Regions from separate parts of the Mus musculus genome. Here all the other regions are linked to region 1. Evidence: chromatin contacts called from public HiChIP or PLAC-seq and promoter capture Hi-C data. All regions are on one chromosome and are shown on one strand. The core of a region is the stretch at or near the end of the contact, and the rest is flanking DNA. Distances in the headings are between cores, read along the strand shown. Region 1 holds the start of Tmem160 (transmembrane protein 160). Region 2 holds the start of Nop53 (NOP53 ribosome biogenesis factor). Region 3 holds the start of Prkd2 (protein kinase D2). Region 4 holds the start of Zfp541 (zinc finger protein 541). Region 5 holds the start of Napa (N-ethylmaleimide sensitive fusion protein attachment protein alpha). Region 6 holds the start of Slc8a2 (solute carrier family 8 (sodium/calcium exchanger), member 2). Region 7 holds the start of Slc1a5 (solute carrier family 1 (neutral amino acid transporter), member 5).

What was found. Promoter capture Hi-C pulls out the DNA fragments that hold promoters and counts their contacts. HiChIP or PLAC-seq counts read pairs in DNA pulled down with a chosen protein or histone mark. Capture Hi-C pulls out chosen DNA fragments and counts their contacts.
Region 2: a promoter capture Hi-C map of liver shows a contact between it and region 1. The contact joins the promoter of Nop53 here to the promoter of Tmem160 in region 1. A contact is called at or near these places in 1 of 39 promoter capture datasets (neutrophils), 3 of 115 datasets of contacts at active chromatin or transcription factors (memory CD8 T cells, pancreatic cancer cells and regulatory T cells) and 2 of 9 other capture datasets (adipose tissue and liver).
Region 3: a promoter capture Hi-C map of pancreatic islet shows a contact between it and region 1. The contact joins the promoter of Prkd2 here to the promoter of Tmem160 in region 1. A contact is called at or near these places in 2 of 115 datasets of contacts at active chromatin or transcription factors (memory CD8 T cells and pancreatic cancer cells) and 2 of 9 other capture datasets (adipose tissue and pancreatic islet).
Region 4: a contact with region 1 is called in an H3K4me3 HiChIP or PLAC-seq map of bone marrow-derived macrophages, with 4 times the contacts expected there. The contact joins the promoter of Zfp541 here to the promoter of Tmem160 in region 1. A contact is called at or near these places in 3 of 39 promoter capture datasets (liver and pre-B cells), 1 of 484 Hi-C or Micro-C datasets (embryonic stem cells), 1 of 115 datasets of contacts at active chromatin or transcription factors (bone marrow-derived macrophages) and 1 of 9 other capture datasets (adipose tissue).
Region 5: a contact with region 1 is called in a promoter capture Hi-C map of neutrophils, with 3 times the contacts expected there. The contact joins the promoter of Napa here to the promoter of Tmem160 in region 1. A contact is called at or near these places in 3 of 39 promoter capture datasets (cranial neural crest, liver and neutrophils), 2 of 484 Hi-C or Micro-C datasets (B cells and CD4 T cells), 1 of 115 datasets of contacts at active chromatin or transcription factors (microglia) and 1 of 9 other capture datasets (adipose tissue).
Region 6: a contact with region 1 is called in an H3K4me3 HiChIP or PLAC-seq map of intestinal villus epithelium, with 6 read pairs. The contact joins the promoter of Slc8a2 here to the promoter of Tmem160 in region 1. A contact is called at or near these places in 2 of 39 promoter capture datasets (the C10 cell line and cranial neural crest), 1 of 484 Hi-C or Micro-C datasets (CD4 T cells), 3 of 115 datasets of contacts at active chromatin or transcription factors (bone marrow-derived macrophages, embryonic stem cells and intestinal villus epithelium) and 1 of 9 other capture datasets (liver).
Region 7: a contact with region 1 is called in an H3K4me3 HiChIP or PLAC-seq map of bone marrow-derived macrophages, with 6 times the contacts expected there. The contact joins the promoter of Slc1a5 here to the promoter of Tmem160 in region 1. A contact is called at or near these places in 4 of 39 promoter capture datasets (the 3T3-L1 cell line, hippocampal neurons, liver and 1 more), 1 of 15 datasets of contacts at CTCF or cohesin (the NIH/3T3 cell line), 5 of 484 Hi-C or Micro-C datasets (B cells, CD4 T cells, embryonic stem cells and 2 more), 6 of 115 datasets of contacts at active chromatin or transcription factors (the SCID.adh cell line, bone marrow-derived macrophages, embryonic stem cells and 3 more) and 3 of 9 other capture datasets (adipose tissue, liver and pancreatic islet).

The regions. Positions count from the first base shown.
Region 1 is chr7:16,451,008-16,454,662 of GRCm38.p6, forward strand. Tmem160 (transmembrane protein 160) reads left to right here and starts at 1,772. Exons shown (of 3, transcript NM_026938.1): 1 at 1,772-2,163; 2 at 3,114-3,206. The coding sequence starts at 1,956.
Region 2 is chr7:15,944,214-15,947,868 of GRCm38.p6, forward strand. Nop53 (NOP53 ribosome biogenesis factor) reads right to left here and starts at 1,895. Exons shown (of 13, transcript NM_133831.3): 1 at 1,617-1,895; 2 at 1,077-1,141. The coding sequence starts at 1,840. It overlaps Gm24576 (a long non-coding RNA gene), which reads left to right and starts at 1,880. Exons shown (of 2, transcript XR_391165.4): 1 at 1,880-2,087; 2 at 2,248-3,577. It also overlaps a transcript of Ehd2 not described here.
Region 3 is chr7:16,840,827-16,844,481 of GRCm38.p6, forward strand. It overlaps Prkd2 (protein kinase D2), which reads left to right and starts at 2,076. Exons shown (of 19, transcript NM_001252458.1): 1 at 2,076-2,207; 2 at 2,656-3,037. The coding sequence starts at 2,798. Strn4 (striatin, calmodulin binding protein 4) reads left to right here. Exons shown (of 18, transcript NM_133789.3): 18 at 1-105.
Region 4 is chr7:16,069,737-16,073,391 of GRCm38.p6, forward strand. It overlaps Zfp541 (zinc finger protein 541), which reads left to right and starts at 2,109. Exons shown (of 16, transcript NM_001099277.2): 1 at 2,109-2,512. The coding sequence starts at 2,206.
Region 5 is chr7:16,096,977-16,100,631 of GRCm38.p6, forward strand. It overlaps Napa (N-ethylmaleimide sensitive fusion protein attachment protein alpha), which reads left to right and starts at 1,604. Exons shown (of 11, transcript NM_025898.4): 1 at 1,604-1,798. The coding sequence starts at 1,701.
Region 6 is chr7:16,127,868-16,131,522 of GRCm38.p6, forward strand. It overlaps Slc8a2 (solute carrier family 8 (sodium/calcium exchanger), member 2), which reads left to right and starts at 1,959. Exons shown (of 10, transcript NM_148946.3): 1 at 1,959-2,554.
Region 7 is chr7:16,779,612-16,783,266 of GRCm38.p6, forward strand. It overlaps Slc1a5 (solute carrier family 1 (neutral amino acid transporter), member 5), which reads left to right and starts at 1,735. Exons shown (of 9, transcript NM_009201.2): 1 at 1,735-2,864. The coding sequence starts at 2,290.

The DNA.
Region 1 (3,655 bases), core at 522-3,021:
TGTGAGTGTGTATATATGAGTGTGTGTGTGTGAGTGTGTGTGTGTGTGTGTGTGTGTGTGTGTGTGTGTGTGTGTGTGTTTATATCCAAATTGTCCTGGTTTTACCTCTATGAAGTCCGTTTCCTCATAGACTCCTGGCTTGGTGCTGCAGTACTGAATACCAGGGTTCTTCTCATTGGCAACCATATTAGCCAATCGACAGCCCTTACAGTTTTTAACAATTTCAGCTGTTTTCAGACTGGCATCTTTAATTATGATGAGGGACTGGTAGACTAAGTCCTGCATTCTCTGGCATCCTATGTGTGAAGAACATTGAATCTTTTTCAGTATGCGTATACCCATTTTCTCTGGTACAATTAGTTTGTGATCAGCTAGCTGTCCTCCATCATCTCTTAGGACACTGAGACATGGACAGGGTTTTGGCTCAGATCACATCTTCTGTCTGATCAGAGAGTATGAGGTTTCCTGGGTCTAGGGCAATCAAGGACATGAGGAGCCCAATTTTTAGGGTCACTCACTGGGCTGTCTCACTGCCCTCTGGGACGGAGTTTAGTCTGTCCTTCTGCCGCCAGAAGGCCTCTCTCTATATAAATAGTCCCATAGATATCAGCAGTAGCAAAGGCACACTGGCTATCTGTGTCTCTTGTCTTTTCTCAGCTGTAACGCCTTGGTCAGAGCTGCCACCAGTTCAGCTTTGTGGGTTGATACTCCTGTCCGGAGTGGCTCTGCACATATGATCTGAGCAGTCATGCAGAGGCCCACCGATCAAGGTCAGGGTCAGGCAGCAGGGCAGCTGAAAAGTCATCCTGGGGCATTCAAGAAGAGAGGCTGGTAATGAGTCACCCTGGCGTCATCTTTAACCAGGAGGCCATTGCTGCACTGGTGTATACACAAGGTGGGGGTCGGCTTCTGGCAATTGGTGACAGATTGGCCATTGTCTGATGCCAAGGCCCTGAGTCCCCTGGCTCTAGGGAGGTCACCTGTAGTTAGCAAAGTAAAGCCTTCTTAGAGGAGGCACAATAGTCCGAACTTTTCAGGGCCCCTAAGAGGTCTTGGTTGTTTCTTTTGTTTCTGTTGCCACTGAAAGTCACTTATAAACTGATGAGGAGACTTTACCTTCAGGTTTTAGCAAGGCAGAAAGTTCAACTTTATTATCTACAAACAAGTTGTTGGGTTCCCTTTCACCTTTAGGGCTGCCCTGGGCTTGGGAGGGGCACCTTTGATCTTTAGCCCCCTCCCTCTTATCTCCTTCTCCTGAGACTATCTGTTTTAGGCATTTCTTATGTGTCCCGTGGTTTGGCTGTGGCTGCTATCAAGATCTTTGCCAGGTCTTGAGTCTGTTGCTTCTGTCCCCTCCTCTGCTTCTCCTCTGCAGTCTCTCTTCTGTTAAATACTCTCTCGGCCACTCTCACTAAGTTTGAGTCCCAGTACCGGTAATAACGTTTTGGAAAGAATCTAAGTAAAGACAGGAATGAATTTCCAGAAATGACATCTTATTAAAATCTGCATAGAAGAAAAACTGAAGAGGAATACAACAAAATAGTTATGTGTCCTCTTTAGTGAGGTAACTGGTAGTTGTTTCCGTGAGTTCACCACAGTTTTGCAACTAGTCTAAGCAACTAGTACAAGTTTTGTTTCCTGGCTGTTGAGAGCATTAACTTTTTTGAAACTACAAGTCCCAGCAGATATTCCGCCGCACCCTTCTGCAGGTCGAACTGCCTGCCGTACATTGATCTCTGGGATTTGTAGTCTGATGATAAAAATAAGGTGGGTCACACACTACCGGCACATATAACTGAAGTGGAGACACAGCCAGATACACCAATAGGTATTGCGTTCCGGGATAGAGTTGCGGGCAGATCACCAATGGTTGTGTCGCTCCTCATGAGTGATGTGACCTCCAGCCTACAGTAGGCCCGTGGGGCGGAGCTGGTGTCGCGGCCCCATTGCGAGCCATGGGAGGCGGCTGGTGGTGGGCTCGGGTCGCGCGCCTGGCCCGCCTGCGCTTCCGGGGGTCTCTGCAGCCTCCTCAGCGGCCCCGCAGCGGGGGCGCGCGCGGGTCCTTCGCCCCGGGCCACGGGCCACGCGCGGGAGCGTCGCCGCCTCCAGTGTCCGAGCTGGATCGCGCGGACGCTTGGCTCCTCCGCAAGGCACATGAGACAGGTCAGTGGCAGGGGCCGGGGTCGTTCGCGCTACAAGGAGAGGGGTTTCAATGTGCACGTGGGAGTGGGTGGCCAGAGTAAGGCAAGCATCTGCTGGGAACAGGGCCTGTGCTCAGCGGGGGCAGCTTCCTCATGTGAGCGCAGGGAACCGGTGTTGGGGGTTGGAGATTTTGCAGCCTGGCCGCATAGGACACCATCTTTCGGGTCCTGGCTAAAGGGGTACAGCAGGGATTAGTGGGGGTGGGGAGGAGGCTACGGTTAGGAAGAAGTAGTTGGCAGCACCACACTGCCTAGGTGAGAGACCGTTCCAGAGGCAGCTGGGAGGGAACAAGTTGCTTGAGACAGGGGTATCCGTTAGGATTACAGACAGAGGGGACCACTTGGAATAAAACAAGAGTGTGGCTACCCGCAGAAGATGGGGAAGTTCCGGATTGGACCAGCGTGTAACCAATGGTAGAGAAGGTGGCTGCTGATTGGAGGGAGAGGTGATCTAGACTGCAGAGGGAGGAATCTCAAACGAGGCAATGAGTTGAGAGATTGGAGCTGGTCTGGTGTTGAATGGGGCTAGTAGTGGGAACAGCCTTTTGGCAGCACTCAGGTACTTGAGTGGTGGGGAGGTGTGGACGCAAGGATGAGGCCATGCTAGGTAGGAGCGGTTACCACACAGGGGAAGGGACAGGCTGGAGAAGTTTGTCCCAGAGGTCTGAGGGAGAGAGGGAAGACCGCAGGATGCACAAGGGAAGACTTGGGAAGACTTTCTATCCTCAAACTTCAATTCGTGCTCTAGATTTTGAACGTCTGGGACAGAAGGGTAAAGGAATGGGACTTGCATGGGGCTTCCCGGAAGGGATCCGCATCTAGAATACTTTTGTCTTGTGGCTGAATAGGGTGAGAGGGGATCTAGGAAGCAGGGCTTGCTGATGCAGAGCTCCATCCCCCAACTCCCCGCAGCTTTTCTCTCCTGGTTCCGAAATGGACTTCTGTCATCCGGCATTGGGGTCATCTCCTTCATGCAGAGTGACATGGGCCGGGAAGCTGCCTATGGTGAGTACAGACCATCCCTATGGGAAATGGGCCCCTCCCCCTTTTCCTCCAGTTCTGAGTCCTCCTACCCTAACAGTTGGAAAAGGAGAGCACTCCCTCCATTTTCTCTTGCCTCACTAGTTACATCTCCTCTTACACCTCCTTCATCGGCATTGTGAGGAGTCCACCAGACAGTTTCCAAGTAGCCTTGACTTATGTGGACACCTTTGTTTATACCCCAGACCAGCCCCTTTGGATATTGAATTTCTCCTCCAAGTCTCACATACTTCCTTTTACAAAGTCTCATGTATTTGAGTCCTTGTCTGCCTTTATTTGTTTGTTTGTTTGTTTATGTATTGCTATAACGGGAAGGAAAGCAGCCTACTAGTTAAGTGCTGTGTCACTGAGCTACACATCGCCATCCTTCCACTGGAATTTTTTAGCCAAGTGCTCTACCTTTGAGCCACGCC
Region 2 (3,655 bases), core at 645-3,144, 510 kb before region 1:
GTGGGGCAGATGGAACCCATTACCTTAGATGTTAACGTCCCCGGGTCCCCACACAGCTTCCCTGGGTTCTCCCGACCTTGTCAAGAAGGTTTTCATGAACAGGACCCCTTGACTCACATCGTGCATACTAAAGTGCCTGGCTGCTGGCAAAGCTGCCAGCTTGTTCTGCAAAGCCACTGGCTGTCCTGCTGGACCAGGCACTGGCTTGTTTTCAGTACCTGCTGAACCAGGCTTCCCATTTTAAGTGTTTTTCTGCCTCCTTGGTGAAAACCCCACTCAGCAAAGCAATCCCTAACTTGCCCTTATTTTCATGTCCCAGCAGGTCCCAGCCCAAGTTCTGCTGGAGTAAAGCCATCTTGCCAAGACATGTTTCCTTCCTCCTGGCTAAAAGAGATCCTCTTGTTCTCTCTGTTTTGAGACAAGGTCTCATTGTGTAGGCCTGGCTGTCCTGGAGCTCACTATGTAGACCAGGCTGGCCTGCAACTCAGAGAAATTAACGTTGTGGGTTATCATGCTTGCTATCATATTCTTTGGGGAAGGGGGACAAAAAAAAAAAAAGCTGAATGATACAGCTCAATAAAACCAAACAAAAATGAACAACAGGTCACCTTTCTTAATCATCTCAAGCTTGTTTCAAAGCCATTCAAAGTAATTCTTTATACTAAAGACTGCCCCTTCTAGTCTCCAGTGGTAAAGCATACCTTTATTTCCAGCACTCAGGAGGCAGAGGCAAGCAGATCTAAGTTTGAGGCCAATATGGTATACATGGTAAGACTGTGGTGATGAACCACACCCAGCACTGACTCGGGGAGGCAGGGACAGGTGGATTTCTGAGTTCAAGGCCAGCCTGGTCTACAGAGTGAGTTCCAGGACAGCCAGGGATACACAGAGAAACCCTGTCTCGATCCCCCCTCCCCTCCAAACTTGTGATCAAGACTGTTTCCAAAATGAGAGAGAGAGAAAGAGAGAGAGAGTGTGTGTGTGTGCTTTGCTTTAAATTATGTCATCAATGCAGATCTCACGGGTGCAAGACTCAGAGAACCACCAGCACACAACTTCATAAGAGCACTCCTCACCTTTTCTCTTGAATCCTGTGTCCACGAAGAAGAGCTTTTCGTTTGGGGCCTCTGCCAACAAGCCACTGAAGGATAAAAATGCAGACTATTTGCCAAAGTAATGCTGGAAAGATAACAGACCCTTAGGGGTCTAACTTTTTGGGCCCATCCCAACTCTTCCTCAAACCATGGGCTACACCTGGAGCTTTCACACAGAATTTAAAATGTACCACGATGGGGTGAACGTACTTTATTCTCTTTCACTTGAAATTCAAACTCTGTAGCAAAAGGTTTTAATGCCAGCACTCCGGCGGCAGAGGAAACTTGAGTTCGGAGCCAGGCTTGTCTACATACCGAGTGCCAGGTCGTCCTACATAGTGAGGCCCTGTTTCAAATTTTAAAAAAAACTAGGGGAAAACTTAAACTTTGTTGGGATTTTCGCACGCTTATTTGTTAAAGATACTATTGATAGGTCTCCCACACCGAGCCGGGATGCCCGGTCCGTCTAGCACCAGGTCGCAAAGCGCACGGCCACGCCACCGGAAGTCCCGCCCCACGTACCCGGTCGTGCGCTCCTGTAGCCGGACGTCTTCCAGGAACTGGTCGACCTCTAACCCCAGCGGCTCCTCGGCGAGCCTCCTCCAGCCGCGCTTCTTGTTTCTGGGGCCCCGCCGCCGCCGCCTCAGAGCGGGATCCACCGAGGTCGGCCGCAGCCCCAGGAAGCCAGAGTCCGCCTGGCTTCTCGAGCCGCGCTTCTCACCGTCCCTGTTACCACCCGCAGCCATCTTCTTAAAGGAAGAGCTTAGTCGCTCTAACTCCGATATCCGGTTTGGAACGTGCGCGTCTCGAGTGACGTAATATGACGCACTTCCTGTTTGCGACCATCTTGATAAAGCGTAGTTTTTACATAGAGAGTTTTACGTCTTGGCAAAAGGATAAATCATCACGTTCAGTCTCTTCTTATTTTAAAAATGTTCGAGCCGGGCGTGGTGACGCACGCCTTTAATCCCAGCACTCGGGAGGCAGAGGCAGGTGGATTTCTGAGTTCGAGGCCAGCCTGGTCTACAGACTGAGTTCCAGGACAGCCAGGGCTACACAGAGAAACCCTGTCTTGAAAAAACAAAACAACAACAACAAAAGGCAGGGTTTCTTTGTGTAGCCTAGCTGTCTGTTAACTCACTCTGTAGACCAGGCTGACCTCGAATTCAGAGATTCGACCTGCAATTTCGGGTTGGTAGGGAGTAGGCTATGTGGATTCTTGGTTCTCACTCTGAGTAATTTACCTTACCCGGTATCATAAAATTTTACTCAAACCATTTTGTTAGTTATACAAGTTTTTTGTTTGCTTGCTTGCTTGCTTGCTTTCTTGGTTTGGTTTTTCGGGAGAGGGTTTCTCTGTATAACCCTGGCTGTCCTGGAACTCACTCTGTAGACCAGTTTCATACGTGCCTTGCCATTTTTGCTTCCCTTTGCCTTCTCACTCCTACTGAACTACCCTTCTTTCCCCCAAATGCCCTCCTCCCTTGTGTCTTTGTAGTTTTGTGACGTACTGGATTTACTAGGATTTTTTGTACCAGCAATGAGTGAAGAGTTAGTTACTAGATCAGAGGCAACTGACCAGTGTGTATGCCATTGAAGGACACCCCTCCTTCCCAAATAGTAACTGCCAAGGGACGGAGTCCAGTCAAATTTTCTTTAACTCTTTTTATTAAAGAAGATGCTGGGTGTGGGGCTGCCAAGATACCTCAGTAGAGAAAGGCTGTTGCTGCCAAGCCTCAGATTAATCCTCATAACCCATATGTTGGAAAAAGCCAATACCTGCAAGCTGTTTGTTCTTGACCTTCACAAGGTATGCTGTGGTGGCATATATGCTTACACGCCGTTATGAAATATAATGTGGCAAGGGAGTATTTTTGGAGGGCCTGGCCAAGGTGTACCCCTGAGAAGTTACACCATAAAACAGACCTAGTGTAAAGGTTTATTGGGGGGAACGCAAGAGTACTGTGGGACTTGGTGAAGGGACAGAGGCAGACAAGTGGACAGATAGACAGGCAGACAGATGGGGGGCAGAATCATGAGGGCAGAGAGAGGGGACAGAGAAGGAGAGGGAACATTGGTGGTGGAGATCAGAGAGAGAGAGCTGGGGTGGCAGGTGGGTCCTTACATCTACTGGTACATCTGGCTGCCGTAGGTCATGATGTAAGCACTGGCTGGGTCCCTGAAAGCAGGCCAATGGAATTGCCTGTATAAAACACACACACACACACACACACACACACTCTAAAAGAAAAAAAAATAGCTGGGTAGTGCTGTTCATTTTTAACCTTACCTACCTACTCAAGAGGCACTGAGGCAGGAGGATGGCAAGTTCATAGGCCACCCTGGACAGCAGAATGAGTTTAGGGTAGAGAGACTGTCTCAAAATGAAAAACAAGGGTTGGGGAATGGCTCAGTGGGTAAGAGAGCTTTCTGGGCAAACAATAAAGACCTGAATTTAAGTTCCCAAAACTTAACAAAAAAAAGGCTGAGTAATTGGCCTGGAGAGATTATTCAGCGGTTAAACTTATCATTAAAAGCTGAGTATGTGGCCTGAAGAGATG
Region 3 (3,655 bases), core at 826-3,325, 390 kb after region 1:
CTTATGCCCTCGGTTCCCCTTTCAGGTTCCTGTTCATAAGCCCCTTCCTTTTTGCCCCAACTTGTATGTGAAAAAAATTGTCTCAATAAACCCTTTGGAGTAAGATAGGTTTTCCAGGCCATCTGTCAAGGGGATGGTGGACAGTAGGGGAAGGCCACTCCCTCTGCCTTGGTTGAGTGGAGTCTGGAGAGAGGGATATATGGTAGATTGGGGGTCTGTGGTCGACTGGGATGGGGAACGAGGTGACATGTGTGGGGGGGGTGGAAATGGAAGCACATGGCCACATCTCCATGATCCTCCCCTTCCTGTCCCTCAACTTGTGCTCCCCCGCGCAGTGAGCTAGGGAGCAGATGCTGGGATGGAGCAGTGAACATTTAGTTGAAGACCCCTTGCCTGCTCAGGGGCTGAGAACAAAAGCCCCTTTCCTGCCCCATGCCCACTCTTGGACTGGCAGACAGCAGGAAGGTAGGCCCACCAGACCCAGGCAGAGGGCAGGATGTGCAGAGCAGTACAGAGTTCCCTCCCCTTACCCACGTTTAATGTCGGCTGGTGGGAGTTAGGCCTTCATTGCCACAGTGGGGAAGGACTGGAGTCCCATCATACAGAGCAGGGTATGAGCCACTCTGACATTCCAAACAGCAGGCACAGCATGTTCCACAACCCCCGCCTTCTAGACCTGCCCCAGGGTCACGGGGTAAAGGGGGCCGTGAGTCCCAGAAGCAGGCAGTCAAACATGCTGGGGACATGCCTGTCTAGAAGGTACATGTAGGCATGTGGTTTTTAGGGGACACTCATTAGCCAGGCTGTGAGCTCCACGTGGCCTTGCCTCCCCCTGTCCCTCTTTGCAACTTCCCCAGGTGGTAGTTTGGGTTTTCACTCCAGCCTCAGACTTCCTTCCCCAGCCTCTGCCCCCGGATGTGGTGACAGCCAGCACTGTACCCACCTCAGCTGCCCCCAGCAGCGCTGAACCAGTAAGGGGGGGCCCTTGTGGACAAGTTGCTGCTCTCTTAAAGCTCCAGCTACCTGGATGTGAAAACTAATTGGTAGCCACTGCCTGACTACTGGAGTAAAAGTCAGAACGGCTCTTGATGGAGTTAGAGTTGACTACACAGACTCACAGGCTCTCAGTTGATGTTAGCTTTTTAGATTTCCTGTTATTGCACTACTGTTTATTTCAGAGAAGGGTGGAGGTCAGGACAACCCACAGTAGCTCAGCTGGTTCTCCTTTGACTATGTGAGTGTACAGGATTGAACTCAGGCCAGTGAGCTTGGCTTCAAATGCCTTTCCCCACCTGGCCATCTCACCAGCCACATGTTGGATGATTCCGTTAACACACCCACCCAGACACCCCTGGATGTTTTCAGTGCCTTCCCTTTCCTCTGCAAAATCAAAGGCAGCCACATCAACTCAACTTTAGCAGTGTCCAGGCACCACCTGTATTTCGGCCTCATGACAGAAAAACTAAGGCTCACAGTGGAGAAGTCACACAGCCAGAAAGATGTCGGCACTTGGTCTCACAGGAGGTCTATCAAGTGGTGGTGTCCTTTGTCATGCCACCTTGGTTGGAGGGACAGGCTTTGTACCCTCAACTCTCTGGAGAGAAACCTGAAATTAAGCTCTCTTGTGCATCCTAAGGCCTCCTCGACTTCCCACCTTATATACTGGGCTTTTGAGCTGGGGACGCGCGCTTTTGTGTGTGTGTGTGTGTGTGTGTGTGTGTGTGTGTGTGTGTGTGTGTGTGTGTGTGTGTGTGTGTTGGGGGCAGGTTGAGTAGCAGAAACTGTAAAGCCACCGGACTTGACAACGATTTCCGACCCTTTCCCTGCGGTGGGCGCCGGATGCGTGCCAGTCTGACAGCTCACTCCTTCAATGACAAAGCGCCTGCCCCTCTCGCGTGCCGCGGTGAACTGCGGCGAAAAGTCAACTTTCCAGGCTGGACTGTGCAGAGGAAACGCTGACCCTTCCGCCCTCCTACCCCCAGCCACCAAATTCCCCCCAACTCCCTGGTGCGGGGTCCCGCCTTCCCCTTCCGTCCCAGTAAGGCCCGCCCTGTGATGTCACGGTGCCCTGCTTTGATTGGCCAGCTGTGCCATCGCTCCTGAGACTTCCTTCTGGGCCGCCGCTGCCGACTTAAACTTTGAAGGGGGAAAAATAGAGCTACCCGCGCTGTGCGACCCTCCCTTGTCCCCGACCCGCCCCGCCTTCGGTAACGCTCCCTCCTCCGCCGCCCCTGATCCAACTTTCCTCCGACTTTCACGACCTGTGAGAGTCTCTTCTTTCAGCCCTGGCCCTGGCAACCCCTCCTCATCCCCGAGCCAGTCGGGTTCCTACGATCCACTAGATCCCTGGTCAGACTCCCGTTTTCTACCCCCAAGGCAGAGCATCTTCAGGCCTGCCCTGACTTTGGTCCTGCCGTCAAACCCACCGGATCCTGGCATTCCCTCTGCTTTGCTCTCAGCCTTCTTTCTCCAGGGGCCTTGGATCGCAGTGTCTTTTGATTCCAGGGACCCTGCCCTACCCGACTTTCTTTCCTGGTTTCTTCCAACCTTCCAATCTCTGGGTACCCTTCCCCAAACCACTGTTTTTCTTTCTGAACTCTGCTCTCTTGACTCCCGGCGTGTGACCCACTAGATGCCTTTTCTCTCATTGCCCAGGATCCCGCCATCCTCGCGTCTCTCAACCTGACAGATTTCTCTCTCAAATGCCTGCGTTCTTACCACCACCGCAAGAGAGCTCTCGGATCTAGGTCCCAGGGTCCTTGGTGAGCTTTGGGCGGCAGATCTGGATCTGGCCCCCATGGCCGCCGCCCCCTCCCATCCCGCAGGACTCCCCGGCTCTCCGGGGCCCGGGTCTCCTCCGCCCCCCGGTGGCTTGGATCTCCAGTCGCCGCCACCTCTGCTGCCTCAGATCCCGGCTCCGGGTTCGGGGGTCTCCTTCCATATCCAGATCGGATTGACCCGAGAGTTCGTGCTGTTGCCGGCTGCCTCAGAGTTGGCTCATGTGAAGCAACTAGCCTGTTCTATCGTGGACCAGAAGGTGAGGGCATAGGGGGCTCTCATGATAAAGGAGGAGGCTTTGGAGGTGGCCTGAGATTGTTGGGAGGCCAGAGAGGGGCCTAGGTGACAGACGAGGAGGGGCACTACACCCTAGTCGTGTCCTCACTCCACCACCGGTTTCAGAGAGGCCCGGATAGGGGTGGGGTGCCCAGAGGCCTCCCCAAATTGCCTGTCGCTGCTTGTTGTTTTCTGCAGCGAGCAGGGAGGAAGGGAGGGGCCTACCAGGTGTGGAGTTGGGAGGAAGGGGCAAGTGGGAGCAGCTGATCAGGAAGAGCTCTTCTGATGGGCCCATCCTGGGCCTCCGGTCTTTGGAAACAGTAGAAATTGAAGCCATACTGGCCATGGTGATCGGGTGACATGTGTGAGTGGGTGTGTGGACAAGCTGCCAGGGGCAAGCAAGGTCTCGGGGTACAATCCCTATCCTTTCCCAGGCCTGAGATGGGGTGTGAAGGAGCAAGGCACTCCTGTGTATCTCCTTGGCACCCCCCAAAATCCCTGCAGACCCCTCTCCCCGCCTAATCAATGCCCCTCCTGCTGCTCTTAGATTTGGCTATCCAGGTTCCTCGCCTTGAGTATCATGGTCAGAAGGAACCAAGTG
Region 4 (3,655 bases), core at 859-3,358, 380 kb before region 1:
GATTAAAAGCATGCATCATCATGCACAATATTCCACTTAACTGTCTTTTTAGTACTGAATAATACTCCATTCACCTGTGAGAGATTCTTGATAACTTCCAGGTTTGACATCTATGGCTGGAACTGTCATGAAAACGTGTGTGCAGGTTTTTGTGTGGTCATGTACTTTGAGCTATACAGGTGGCTCCAGGGAGAGCGGTTGCTGGGTGGTGTGATATGATTGTGTCTAGTGCTGCGAGAGACCTAAGATGAAAGCTTCTCAGAGTTGTTATCCTGCAGTGCACCATCACCCCAGCTTTCTGTTTTGGCTTAAGGTTATCAGTTCCTGCCCCAGACTGCAGCAGCTGTCCTCTTGCAGCTCATCTCCATCCTGAGGAATTCCCAAATTAGATAAAATAAGGTCAAGACCTTTGCCATGGGCTTTCAGGGAACCAGGATAGGTCAGATGGGAGGCTGTGGTTCTTTAAGAACAAATTCTACTCTGTTCTTTCAGCATCAGGAACCCATACCAGACACATAGCTAACTCTTCATGACCACTGCTGAGCCAGGGAGTGGGATGGGCTAGGGTAAGTTAGAGCTCTGCTCCATCCAGCAGGTCATATTTTCCTGTAGAGGCCTGCTGGGCCCCTGAACCTTTCACCATTACTAAGAGTTTTAATAAAGATTTTTGTTTTGTTGGTTTTTCAAGACAGGGTTTCACTGTGTAGTCCTGGCTGTCCTAAAACTTACTTTTTAGACCAGGCTGGCCTCAACACACATAGATCCATCTGCTTCTGCCTCCCAAGTGCTGCAATTAAAGGCATGTTTCATCACCACATAATAAAGTTTTGTTGTTTTGTTTTGTGTTTCTGTGGTAAGATAGGTGAGAATTATTTGAATTCAATATGAATTTAGTATTTTCTTTCCCTTCCTTCCCTTTTCATTTCTCTCTCCTCTTACCTTTGCTTCCCCTCCCCATCTTTCTCCTCTCTTCATCCCTATCTTCCTTCCTCCCTCTTCTCTTTTCTTTTCTTCTCCTGCTTGTTTTTCCTAGGCCAGTCTTGAACTCCTGGATTCAAGGACTTGTCTCGCTCAACTTCTGGCATGCTAGAAGTATAGGTGGGCACCACTGCATATCCCCTTATCTTTTAATTTGTTTTAAGATCATTCATATATTCTTCTGAGTGAATTTTGATAATCTGTCTATTTCTAGAAATTTGCTCATTGATTTTTTTGTATCTGAGTTCAATGACTTAACACATTGGGTGTGTATTGTAGCCTATCTTCTGTGTGAGTGCACTGTCTAAACACAGTTCTTCATAGTACTTCCTTGTAATCTTTTTTATTTTTAGAATGTGGTTAGTAAAACTTCCTCTTTTATTCCTTTTTGGGGATCAGGGTGATAGGACTATTGAGACAGCATCTCATGAAACACAGGCTGGCCTCAAACTATCTATTTACCCAAGGATATCTTGCCTCCATATCCCAAATGTTGGGACTACAGGCATGCCTGGTTTATGTGATGCTGAGTGGAGCCTAGAAGTTTGAGTGTGCTAGGATAGGCATTTTACTAACTGAGCTACACCCCCAACCTAACTTCAACATTTACTCTATATTAAAACTCATTGTATTTACTTTTTTTTTTTTTTTTTTGTATGAGACTTTCCCAGTCCAGGCTCTTTTACACACACAGTAAGCCTCCCTTTGTGCAGTGGTATTTCATGTGTCTCCTGGCCACATGGAACAAGTGGACAAGCATCCCCAGGCTTAAACTTGGGCCTGGATGTCCCAGTGGACTGACTTGTGCCTGCACAGACTCTAACTTTGAGTTTCCTTGTTGCTGGCCTTGGGATTTTCCTTGCTTGTCTTTTCTGCCTAGACACACATTAAAGTCTATTTGATCTTTCTAATATTTATAACTGGAGGCAGAGGACTCTGCAGTCCACCATGTGTTATTCTTTTGTCTAGTTGACAGATGAGGAAATGGAGTTCATGGATCTTGCCCAAGGTCGTGCAGCAAGGTTAAATGGCTAAGAACAGACCCATCTCAGTGGCTCCATTTTCAAGTCTACATTCTGCCTACTACACCTACCACCTCTTGATTCTAATACGTCCTTGTTCATTTTCAGGAGCTAGCTGCCAGCGAGGGCTCTTCCCTTCCTGACTCTGGACACGGCTTTGCTTGTCTGGAGACGGGCTCTAGCCAGGACCTGGCAGTGGAAAGCCATGGAGCCATACAGTCTTGGGGAAGAGGGAGCACTTCCATCAGAAGGGCACCTCCCATCCTTCTCTGAAAGTCAAGTGCTCAACTGCAGTGACACACTCAACCGGGACCTGGGCCCCAGCACACGGGACCTGCTCTACGCTGGCTTAAGCGGTTTGGACCTTGACCCCAGTCTCTCCACATCTGATATGCCCAGTGAAGTGCTAGAGGACAATCTGGACACCCTGTCCCTATACTCGGGGAAGGACAGTGACTCTGTGAAGCTGCTGGAAGAATATGCAGACTCTGAGTCACAGACCTCCTTACAAGGTGAGGCTGCTCATGGACTGAGCACCTACAGTTCCTGCAGGTAGCCAGGGACTGAATCCGCTGGCATTGGCTAGGAAAGGTCTCCTTAGCTGGGCATGATGATGCCTGCTCATAACTCCAGCATGTAGAATACAAACACAGGAGGAACACTGCAAATAGAGGCCAGCCAGAGCTACATAGTAAGACCCTGACTTCAACATGCTAATAAAGGGAAGGAAGGAAAGGAAAAACAAAACAAAAATCTCTTCTTGTAGAGGAGGCTTTTATCCTACTTTGGAATTGTCAGCTTGTGGGTTCTGGGTGTTAAATACAGGTCCTCAGGCTTCCGTAGCTTGTGCTTTTACCACCGAGCCATCCCACAGACTGGCATCCCCATCTTTGATCTGTGTGGAGGCAGACCATCAGGCTTGTAGGGGACGTTTATATTACTGCTGTATCTCAAGAGCATTTGTCCAGAGTAAGTGGGGATCCTGTCCATTCTGTCTTGTACTAGTCCAGCTTTTCCAGACCTCATGTCATGTAAAATAAGGGGACCCCAATCCTCACATGCCCACTGCTCTAGAACAATGGTGAGACATGAAAAGGAGAAGACTGCAAAAGCCTCCCATAGACCATAATGTACCAGACAGGTGCTTGATTAAATCCTGCTTTGTCTTTTTAAAAGAGGGAGGTCTTGCCATCTTTTCAGAACACTGAGGCTCCATCAGACCTCTTGCCTCAGTCTGTCCAGGAACCAGGACTATAGATTGTGCCATGCCCAGCTAGTTGTTTTTTACAACCAATATTGTCAGTAATACTTCATCTTAAATAGGGCCTTGATTCAGTTCCAAGGTTTTCTCTTCAACCATCGAAGAAAAGGAGAGAATTAGTGAAATAATTGAGCAGCTTGTGTGAGTGTCATTTTAGTTTGCTGTTGGTCTCCTGTGGAAGGGAGTTCTCTTGTTTAATTTTGGTTTGGTTCTGATCCTCTTTATTGGTTCCTGGAAAGTTGCTTCAATGGGTTGACTTGGGTAGAGGTCCAGGGAGTTTATAATCCCACTGTTTGAAGGGAAGTCCACATCTAAATGCCTGAAACTCAGTAATTGGGATTGTGTCTGAGGAAGTAGCAAGAACTTGCTACTGGGAAAGATTTCTGCAGGCCCC
Region 5 (3,655 bases), core at 354-2,853, 350 kb before region 1:
GGTAAATTAGGAAATGCACTTTGCTTGGTGGGTGTTCCCAGTGACCTGAGCATTGCTATGCAGTGAGCATTCATTCCACTGCTCTACCCTGAGTGACCCAACTCCATGAGTGGAAATGCAGTTCTGGCCTTATGGGTTGAGGGCATATAGTCATCCATTGCTGCATAGCTCATTGCTCCAAAAGGATGACACGTTGCAGCAAATGGAAGTGGAACCATATCTGCTTGTGGCCATCCAGACTCACCAGCTCTGAGGTCAGTGTACAGTCATGATGAGCACAGGTACATTTGGGGAAGTGTTCAATGGGAAAGGGTCAGAGGAAGATGTCTTTTGCCTTTTCCTGTCCCCAACACCCAACTCACATAACACTTTCCTCAAATGTTCCCTGCTAATCAGCGAAGTTCAGTAAAGAAGAGATACAGATTCCTGCACCACAGCACACTATAGGGATTGGAATCACTGTGGGCAGGGCCCTGGGGACTGACCTTTAGAATAACTGTAGATTTACAGAAAACTAGCCTATGCTAGTTCCCACATAGCAGTTTCTGTCCTATAGTAAGATGTTGCTCTTACTATAGCATAGTGTATTTAGTACAGATACTGAACCACTGTCAATAACTGACTGTCCATGCTTTATTTAGACTTTTCCACTAATTTTTAACTGTGTGTGTGTGTGTGTGTGTGTGTGTGTGTGTGTGTGTAGGCCAGAGGTTGATGTCAGGAGTCTTCTTCAGTTGTTCTGCACCTTAGTTTTCGAAACCAGGTCTCTCTCTGGCCCTGGAACTCATTGATTCTGCCAGACTGGCTGGCCAGCAAGCTCCAGGCATATGCCTGTCTCCCACCCACCCATTCCTGTTACAGGTGCCCGCTGACACACCCAGCTTTTTACATGGGACTGAGTATCTAGTGACATTCTGTGTGTGGCACTGCAAGATACTCCCTAAAGGCATTGTGTGTGTAGGTTAGAGAACAATTTGGAGGAGCTAGTTCTCACCTTCTACTATGTGGGTCCCAGGAATAGGAATATGGTTGTTAAACTTGGTAGCAAATGCCTTTAGCAGCTGAGCCATCCAGCTAGAAATGGAGACCTTCTGGATTCCCCAAGCCAATTCTAGAGACGATCGCCAGAGGGAGTAAGAAGGTTCGTTTTCACTGCACAGTTTTTTCCCAAGTGACTATGACGTAAAGCGAAACAGGAGGCGGAGCTAAACTGCTGGGTCAGTCAAACCTGGAGCATGAACCTAGAGGCGTCACATGAGCGCCGCGACACTGGTCAGGTGATTAGTGTGACCCAGTTCCGCCGAGGCGTGGCAGAACAAGTCTATAGAGCCTGCTGATTGGTTGGAGGGAGTCAAAGGTCGCGCTTTGGGGGCGGTGGGCTCTTGGCGGTTCGGGCTTATGATTGGCTTATTTGGTGTCACGTGGCAATGCGCTTGTGGGGGTTCCAGGAGGCTAGCGGCGTGTGCTCACGTGTTGGGGGGGGGGGGGTCAAGGTGCTGAGTGCGGTAGCCGGAGGGGGCGTGCCGGGAGGAGAGTGCCTCGCAGCTTGAGCCCACTGGTTGGTTCGCAGGGTTCACGTGGGGTGGCAGGCCTGGGTGACGTCAACGCAGCGGGCGGAGCTCCGCTGAGTGCGCGGTGTCCGGGGCCTGTGAGTCGTCGCCAGGCTGTGTCGGGCCTGAGCCGAGCAGCTGCGCGACGTCATGGACAACTCCGGGAAGCAGGCTGAGGCTATGGCGCTGCTGGCTGAAGCGGAGCGCAAGGTGAAGAACTCGCAGTCCTTCTTCTCCGGCCTCTTTGGGTGAGCAATGGGCGAGGCTGGGCCCAAGGCGGGGAAGAGCGGGCTCTTCTGCTCTGCACTTTGGGAGCCCCTCAGCGGCCTTGCAGGCCCTGGCCGTGGCCCTATGGCTGACGACACCCGCTGACTGGTGGCCGCGCCTTTCCCAGGCCGGTGCCCGTGGATCTGTGCGGCCCAGGCTGCCGGGGTGAGGACACCAGACCGAGGGGACCCGGGCTGGGGCGTCCTTGGGCATGATGAGCCGGAGTACGAGGTGTGAGGGTGAGTGGGGCCCTGCTAAGAGTGACTGATGGCGAGGCCTGGACTGAGAGGTGGAGACTTGTGCTTGGGGAACAAGCATGAATGGACAGTGACACTGGTTTTAGCCAAGACAATGGTGATGGGAGGATGAGGCACACAAGAGAATCATTAGGGTGGTAGGACCACCGCCTACTAGGTGGTCCTCAAGTCTGGAGTCTGAACACACCCAGGAGGTGGCAAATACCTCACACAAAGTTTATGCAAGTTTGCCATCTTCAGCCATATTAACTTAGGAGCAGCAGAACCCATGCTTGGGATGCGATTCCGAGGTTTCTTTATCTTAAGGGAGTAGGTCTCTCTGAAAGGGCTTGTTGGTAAAAACTAACTGCAGAAGTTTGTTATGAGTATAAACTATGTGTACTGTGCTCAGAATTGAGTCTGGCCCTCTGAAAGGCTCATCAGGCAGGAAGAAGCAGACTCAGAGAGTGTAAGATGCTGATGGGGAAACCAAGATGGTAGGAATTGGAGTGCTTGAGGGGTCTGGGGAGAGGGCCAGAGCCTTGGGATATAGGAGGGGGTAGGGGGAGACGACACTACATGGCAGCAGGCAAAGCTCTTGAAGGAACAGGCAGAGAGGAACACTGGGGAAAGGTCCAGGCAGGTGTTGAGGAAGAGCTGTGCAGGGGTAGGACACAAAATCAGAAGCCTCCAAAGCAAGGATGGAAGGATACAGAAGACAACCAGGAAGTTGGGGAAAGCTCTGGGAGAGACTGTTATAAGCTGGGTGAGGACAGAAAGACATGAAGGGGAGGGAGAGGATGAAGCCATCCCTTGTTGTTTGCCATCAGATAATGTTTAGCAAAGGAACTTGAAAAATGTTTATACCTGCTGCACAGACATCTGGTTAATGACAGGCTATGTCAGTTAGATGAGAATGTTTCATTAGAGAGAGTGTGAGTGTGTGTGTGTGTGTGTGTGTGTGTGTGTGTGTTTCTTCAGTCTTCACAAGGGAAGAAGTTCAGGTTAGGCGTGGTGTTGGGGCGGTGCCTCCCGCTCAGTTTTCAGCAGTAGTTTTCCTGATGGCTCAGTGTCTGATCTCTTTGGCCCAGAGAGATAAGTGTAGAGTTGGGCTGCTCCCAGGGGAGCAGCTGTGTGTCCACCTGTTTACCACTTCCCAGCCACTGGTAGAGCAGAGCTTTCTGGTATAAGGTATACGTTTGTATCATGCACTTAAAGTTCTTGAGCTGAAAAGAAACTTTGAGAACTTGAGGGAGGCTTTTGGTGAGGAGTGAAGCTGGGAACAGTGGCCTGGGAGGGCAGTCTAGGCATCAGGGATGGTGGGACAGGGACAGAGATGGCTTCTTAGAGGGTGGGCTTTCATCCAGGGCTGAGCAGGAGATCTAGGGGACTCTCAGTTGGAGAGCAGCAGAAGGGAGAAGCTTGAGAAAAGGCCCAGAAGCCTGCCTGCTGAAGGAAGAGTTAGTACAGGCAGAGTTCCAAGGCAGACCATGACTTTGGGGGGTGGGGGCTGGACATAGATGAAGCCTGTGAGCATGGGCTTGGATTTGAGGTACTGGGGAGCCTGCGGGATTTTAGTGAGGGCCTGTTGCAGTGGGTTCC
Region 6 (3,655 bases), core at 709-3,208, 320 kb before region 1:
AGACTAGGGAATCTTTGGGGATTTTCAGCATCTCCAGTGAACCCAGTAAGGCCTCTGCAGACCCCCTCAGCCCCAGAGAAGAAGTGATCCTGTTACTGGTCCATTTAGGAGGGGGCTGGTCTTGAAAGAAAAGGGATTAGACTGGTCATGGACCAAGGCTAACAAAGTAAGTGAGCATAGATTCTGGTGTGGAGTGTCAAAGCTAGACCAAGGCAGACAGGCCCAAGGAGATACTGTGCTCAAGTAGGTATTGGGGCTCAGCTAAACAGCCCAAAAGGATCGGAGAGACAAGAGTAGTCACCACCCCCATGGTTCCATCAGAGTCTCTAACCCAAGGCCCAGAGGAATTTAGCCCAGAGAAAATGTTGCTTCCCCAACCCCTAACCAGGAATAGAATTGGGGTCTGTAGGGTTGGTAAAATATTAGAGAGGGACTCCAGGCTGGGGGTGGGGCCTGGACGCTTCCTTGGAGGAATATGTGTTTGTGGGGTTGGGTAGGTAGCTGTCACTCCTGCTAGGGAAGTCCACCTGTAAATCTGACCACCCTCCTGCACTGCAAAGGACATCAGATGCCAAGATCCTGACTTCCCAGGCTCCAACTTCCAAAAGCCAGGCCGAAGCGTGGGAAGCTTCAGGGAGTTGGAATTTCCCTCTCCTGGCAGCAGGCCCAAGAGTGTCCCTCCAGAGCTGGCAGCGGGCACGCTGCTGGCAAAGCCAGCCTTCTCTTCCTGTTGTACCATTTTGTGCTCAGCACCTGTCACCTGTCCTCTAGAAAGAGGGAGCCTGGAGTGGCGTTTGTCCTGAGGGTAGTGATGGGAAGGCGAGTGATGCACACATCCTGAGGTGTGTGCATGTGTGCACTTGCAGGCATGAGTGCTTGCACCTGTGCACCTAGTTGTAGTCAACCACCTGAAGGCTTCAGAATCCTAGGACGTTTGGCTTAGGACTTGGCAGTTGGGGGGAAGTTAAGAAGGGGTCTTATGTAGCTAAAGCTGGCCTCTAGCCAAGGGTAACCTTCAACTCCTGATTCACCTCCACTTCTTGATTGCTGGGATTGCAGGCATGCACCACCATGCATAGTGTATACTGTACTGAGGGCAGAGCCCAGGCTTAGTGCATGTTTGGCAAACATGCTACCAACTGGTCCACATCATCAGCCCCCTCCCCCAAAACTGTTTTGATCTAGGTCTTGCTATGGGGATGGCTTGGAACTCAGCCATCCTCCTGTCTCAGCCCCCTGAGTATGGGGATCAAACAGATGTGTGCCGCCACACTGGGTGATCTTGATCCTTCCTTGCCTTGCGAGCCAAGAGGCAGTACAGCATGCGGTAAAGATACAGAACCTGAAGCCACAGTTGCTGCCTCAGTTTCCCCCTCGTAATGTCAAAATGGAGCTAACAACATCTACCTCTGGGGATTGGGAGTGAGACCGTGTTTTGGCGTGGCAGGGGCAGAGGGAATGGTTCTTGTCGTACCTGGGCACTCTGGTAGCAGTTCCCTGTCTTCTGTAAGGTGCTCTGAGCAGGCTGAGCCTGTGAACTTGGAAAGATCTGCCTCCCGACATTCCTTCCCCCACTTCCCCCAGGTCTGCCAGCCTGTGGCTATTTGTAGCAATGACTACATCTCTGGGCCCTTGTATGGAGGGGTTGCTATGCGTGTGTGATCAAAGAGAGGGACTGGGATACCACAGCACAGACTGGTGTACGAACTTGCGCCCTCCATCGCTGTCCTCGGATTCTAGTGCTGAACCCCAAGATTGGGCAACCTGCAGCCCCAGCCCTGCCAAGCCCCTCTACCACCCACTAGCTTCCTTGGCTACGCCCCTTTCCGGGCTCCTCCCTCCTGCCCCTTTGCAGGGCATAGTCTCTGTTCTGTAGCCCCGCCCCTGGTCACGCCTCCTCATATTGGCTCCTCCCTCGGCGGTTCTCTAGTCTGAGCTCCCAGGCCTCACTCCCTCCCATAAACCCTACCCTCTCCTGGCTCCTCTTTTCCTCCAGCGACTATATCCCTCCTCCTGGTGGTCCTTTCCCCAGCTCCCCTGTGCCCACTCTCTCTCCTCCTTCAACTCCTCCCTCTTCCAGGCTGTCCCTGTCCTCCAACCCACAACTACCCTGTTCCCACACACCACCCTGCCTAAATTTCCTCTCTCCCACCTCCTGGTGGTCCTTTCCCCAGCTCACTTGTCCCACCCCCTCCCGTCAGCGGCAACTCCCTCCTTCAGCCTAGACTCTCTTAACGGCTGATTCCCCCGCCCCAGTTCCTCTGTCCCCGCCCCCTTCCCCCGGCCTCCTCCCAAGCTGTATTCCCCTACCTCTCCAGTCTAGCCCCCTCTCCGGGGCTGCTCTCTCAACTCCCCCCTTTTCTCTGTCCCCGCCCCCTCCCCTGGGCTCCGCCCTCCTCCCGGCCCCTTCCCGGTTCCCCTCCTCGCATCCCCTCTCCTCCCTCCTCCCTGCTCTCCCTCAGTCCCCGGCTCCTCTCCCTCTTTCTCCCTTTTCTCCTCGGGCGGAGGCGCCCACCGCGGGGGCCCAGCGGGGACCGGCCCGGCCGCAAGGCAGGTAAGAGCCCGGCGTGGCCGTCCGGAGCCTCTGGGGTTGCGGGAATCCAGGCTGCGCCGCATCGTCAAGTGCGGGGGCTTTCTGAGCCCTGGCTCTGAGTCCTGGCTGCTCCGCTTTCAGCGTGCGCCATGTGTATGGTGTATGTCTGTCTGTCCGTCTCTGGGCACCTGGGTCTGTCTCTCCCCTCCCTCTTCTCCCTCTGCCTGCAGCCAACTCACACCCACACACCTCTGTCTCCGCCCCTGATGCACGGGGAACCTGGAGGAGGCAGATTCCCCGCAGTGTGGACTCCCCCGAGGGCCTGAAGTGCCCCCAACTCCTCCTCACCCCATTTTAGCCCAGGTCTCTCCATCCTCTCAACCTTGACTTTCTGAGACTGGTCCTGCCTACAGCCTAACCAGTGTAATAACATTTGACCAGTCCTTCCAAAGTCTAACTCCCATATCTCTCACTGTCCATTCATTCTTTGGACAACTCTGAGGCACTGTGCTACTCCTGGGCACTGTTCTAAGATCAGGCTAGACAGGTCCTTCTCACAGTCTCACTTCCTCCAGCCTCACACCTTCACAGCGAGGTTGGGTGGGAAAGCAGAAACCTTCTGGGGACTCTACAAAGGGGCTCAGCCTGACGTTTTCCTTCCCTCGGGAAGGGCTCCAGAGAAGGTAGGCGAGGTGCTAACCAACACCTGGGCCAGAGCTGGGGTGAGCTTTCTGCCTACAAGATACCCGCCCTGCGTGGAAGGCGCGTGGGGATTCCAGATGGCTTAAAAGATCACTGGGTTAGGAGCTCCACGCCTTAATGCCACATTTGTGTTCTGCCTCTGACTTGACCAAGTCCTTTCTCTCCCTACTGGTCTCAGTTTAGTCTGCAATCTGCAACTGTGTGTGTGGTGGGGCCCTGTGTGGTTGATGGAAAGAGTAGTGTGTGTGTGTGTGTGTGTGTGTGTGTGTGTGTGTGTGTGTGTGTATGTGTGTTCTGAATTCTGTATTCCCACTCTGCTTTGGATCGCCCCCACCCCCAGCAGTCAGTATACGCGCCAGGTCCTCACCCTCTATGGCTGCCTTGAGGAGTTCCACCTGACTTTCCAGAATCCCCCAGAGA
Region 7 (3,655 bases), core at 485-2,984, 330 kb after region 1:
AAGATGAAAATAAAATAAAATGAAATAAAACACAGAAGCAAAGGTTTATTGCTCAGCCATTCGTGTTATGTCGGATTCTAATAGATCTGCCCTGCCTCTCTCCTCCCTTGCTTCTTCCTTCCCTTCCTTCCTTCTCCCCACTCTCTCCCTTCTTTGAGAAAAGATAATAATACATTCTTTTCCAGTAAATTCAAAAATTAACAACACTATCCTTCAAAAGCTATGATGGAGCCGGGTGGTGGTGGTGGTGGTGGTGGTGGTGGCGGCACATGCCTTTAATACCAGCAGGGAGGCAGAGGCAGGTGGATTTTGGAGTTCAAGGCCAGTCTGGTCTACAGAGCAAGTTCTAGGATAGTCAGAGTCACACGAAGAAACCCTGCTTCCTTCTCCAACAAGCCCTCCCTGCCCTCTCTCAGGCTAGCCTTTCCCAGCAGCCCCTCATTCCCATCTTTACTCTGATGTCTGTGGCCCAGGCTGGTCATGACCTTGGAATCCTTCCATAGTTGGGATTGCAGTCCTGAGAGCTGCGGGTGAGCGCCTGGTAGAACAGACTGAGCCCTGTAGCCTCCTTTGCTCCACCTCCAGGCAAGCTCCAGACTTTCCAAAAGAGCCATTCTTCAGGGCGTTTCTCAAGTGGTCAACAGAGTTCAGGAAGGGACTCTTGGCTGTCCTCCTCCTTCAGCCCAGCCTCTCACTACCCTGCTTCACCCTTTGGGAAGCCCCAGACCTTTCTCCCACTGATGAAATCACAAGGAATCCGGGTAGGAGGTTGGGCCAAAGAGCTGGCTGGAACCAGTTTGAGTATTTCTCTTACTAGGGGCAGGCAGTGGGGCAGAACGCTCCTAGCCAATCCTGATCCACAAACTTCAGCCTCATTTTCCCCACCCTACATGTCCCAAAGATTCTGGATTCAGCAGACCTCTTTCCTCCTCCTCTTCCTCCTCCTCCTCCTCCTCCTCTCTAAGTCTGTTATTCTTACAGTTGATGGGTAACAGTGTCTAAACTAAGAATGTTTGTGGTGAACTGGCCATTTAAATATTTTTTGCTACATTTATTTATATATTTGTTTATTTGTGTGTGTTGCATGTGCCATGCTCCTGTGGGGAGGACCCAATCTGTGACTATCTGAGGAAAGAGACTGGGTTGCAGCTCAAGCATGAGGGCCTGAGTTCAAATCCCCCACATTCAATGTTGGGGCCTACTGGCCCCTCCTCCCTCCCTTTCCCCAATTTGTTTCTACAGACTGGGTTTCTTTTTCTTTATGTAGCCCTGGCAGCCCTAGAACTCGCTCTGTAGACCAACCAAGGCTGATCTTGAACTCACAGAGATCTATCTGCCTGCCTCTGCCTCCTGAGAGCAGGGATTAAAGGTGTGTGCCACTCATCTGTCTGCCCTTTCTAGGGGTCCTTCTGTGGAATATCAGATATGATCCACAATTAGATTCTTTTGACCAGTGGTGAGGTGCGTGTGGGTGGGTGTGGGTTGGATAGTTTCCCAACGCCCCGCCCCTTTTGGAGGCTTTGCACCCTTTCTGGCTCGATGCCCTTGCCCCGGCCCCGCCCCTGGCTATGCATTGTTATTCACCCTAGGTTGCCCACTGTGATCTTGGCTCCGCCCCTCGCTCGCCACCTGGCGCCGAATGTTCCATAACCAATCAGCGCTTGCGGGACGGCCTCCGCCTTTTCAAGTCCCGCCCTCCGCTTTTTCAAGTCACGCCCCTCCGCCTTTAATCCTGGTCGCTTCCGTCTAGCAGCCTCAGAGACACGCGGCGCGGCCTGGGAGGTTTCTCCTTGGCGCCACTTTCCATATCCCCCGGGCTGCTTCCTATTTGCATCTGGAAATTTGATTTTTCTCTCCAGAGCCCGAAACGCTCGGTCCACTCCTTCTAGGGCTCCAGTACCCAAGAGTCCGAGAGCCAGGCGTCCTAATCCTGGGATCTCGGTCTCCCGGAGCAAGGCATCCCGGATCTATGCCACTTGGGTTGAGCTTCCTGAAGACCTCAGCTACCTGAGTTTCCTTACTCCTTCAGGGAGTCAAAGAACCCTCTGAAGAGCTGTTCCCTACTCCAACAAGGCGCTCTCAACTCCCAGTTTTCGGGGATTCGACATCACCAGGAAAAATAAAGGGATCTCCGCATACAGCTCAGGGAGCCTAGGACCCTCCAGTTTCCGAGATCCGGTGGACGCATAACTTCAAGGACCGCTGCAAAGTTTCAGCCTCCATTCTCGGTCCTAAGGACGTCACACCTAGTCTCCAGGCTCACAAGGAACCTCCCTGTTACGGCTCAGCATGGCAGTGGATCCCCCTAAGGCTGACCCCAAAGGGGTAGTAGCGGTGGATTCCACCGCGAACGGTGGCCCCGCGCTGGGATCCAGAGAGGACCAGAGTGCGAAAGCAGGTGGTTGCTGCGGTTCCCGTGACCGGGTGCGCCGCTGCATTCGCGCCAACCTGCTGGTGCTGCTCACGGTGGCTGCGGTGGTGGCTGGCGTGGGGCTGGGGCTGGGGGTCTCGGCGGCGGGCGGTGCTGACGCGCTGGGTCCCGCGCGCTTGACCGCTTTCGCCTTCCCGGGAGAGCTGCTGCTGCGTCTGCTGAAGATGATCATCCTGCCGCTCGTGGTGTGCAGCCTGATCGGAGGTGCAGCCAGCTTGGACCCTAGCGCGCTCGGTCGTGTGGGCGCCTGGGCGCTGCTCTTTTTCCTGGTCACCACACTGCTCGCGTCGGCGCTCGGCGTGGGTTTGGCCCTGGCGCTGAAGCCGGGCGCCGCCGTTACCGCCATCACCTCCATCAACGACTCTGTTGTAGACCCCTGTGCCCGCAGTGCACCAACCAAAGAGGTGCTGGATTCCTTTCTAGATCTCGTGAGGTACGTTCCCGCCAGGCAGTGGGGTGGTTAGGGGCCAGTGCAAGCGTGCAATCTTTCTGCTTTACCCCCTCTGAGTACAGGGATTACCCGTGTGTGCCGCCACTAGTCACCAAGGTTGAGTCCTCCAGATTGAGTCATGCCTTCTAGAATCTAGGAAAATAAGGTAACGGTGACAGGACCGCTAACATCTTGGAAGGGTGAACTTTTACGGAAGTTCTCCAAATTTGGGGGCGGGCCTAAACATGGAGGGCTTTTAGAGGAAGGAAAAATAATAAGCCTTCTTAGTCTTGTTACGCTTTTTGGAGACAGTACAGGGTCTCGTACAGCCAAGCCTGTCCTTGAACTCTCCTTAGCGCCCTACCTCCATCACCCTAGTGGCTGGGATGAAGGAGCATCATTTAGCTTACTGAAAACAAGTCTGCTACAAGTATCTCAGGCTGCTCTCTTGCCTCGGCCTCCTTCCTTGGCTTGCAAGGGAAGTGTTATAAAAGATACAAGGACTGCCCTAAGAAGAGCCACCCCCCCCCCATGAAAGTTATGAAGAACCACAAAAACAAACAAACAAGAACGTTGTGCAAACTTCTGGAGGGATTCTTTTGTGGCAGAGGGGCAGAGATGAGGCTCCTGGATAAGGATTTGGACCCAGGGTCTGTGACCTTTTCACTCCTATGAGCCGGTGGAGGCCCAATGGTGATGTGAGAGGCTGCCTGATTCCCAGCGATAGGAGTGTGCTCGAATGTCCCCGGAACACAGCTTCTTGTTCCCTCTAACCCTACTTGGTTCACCTGGGC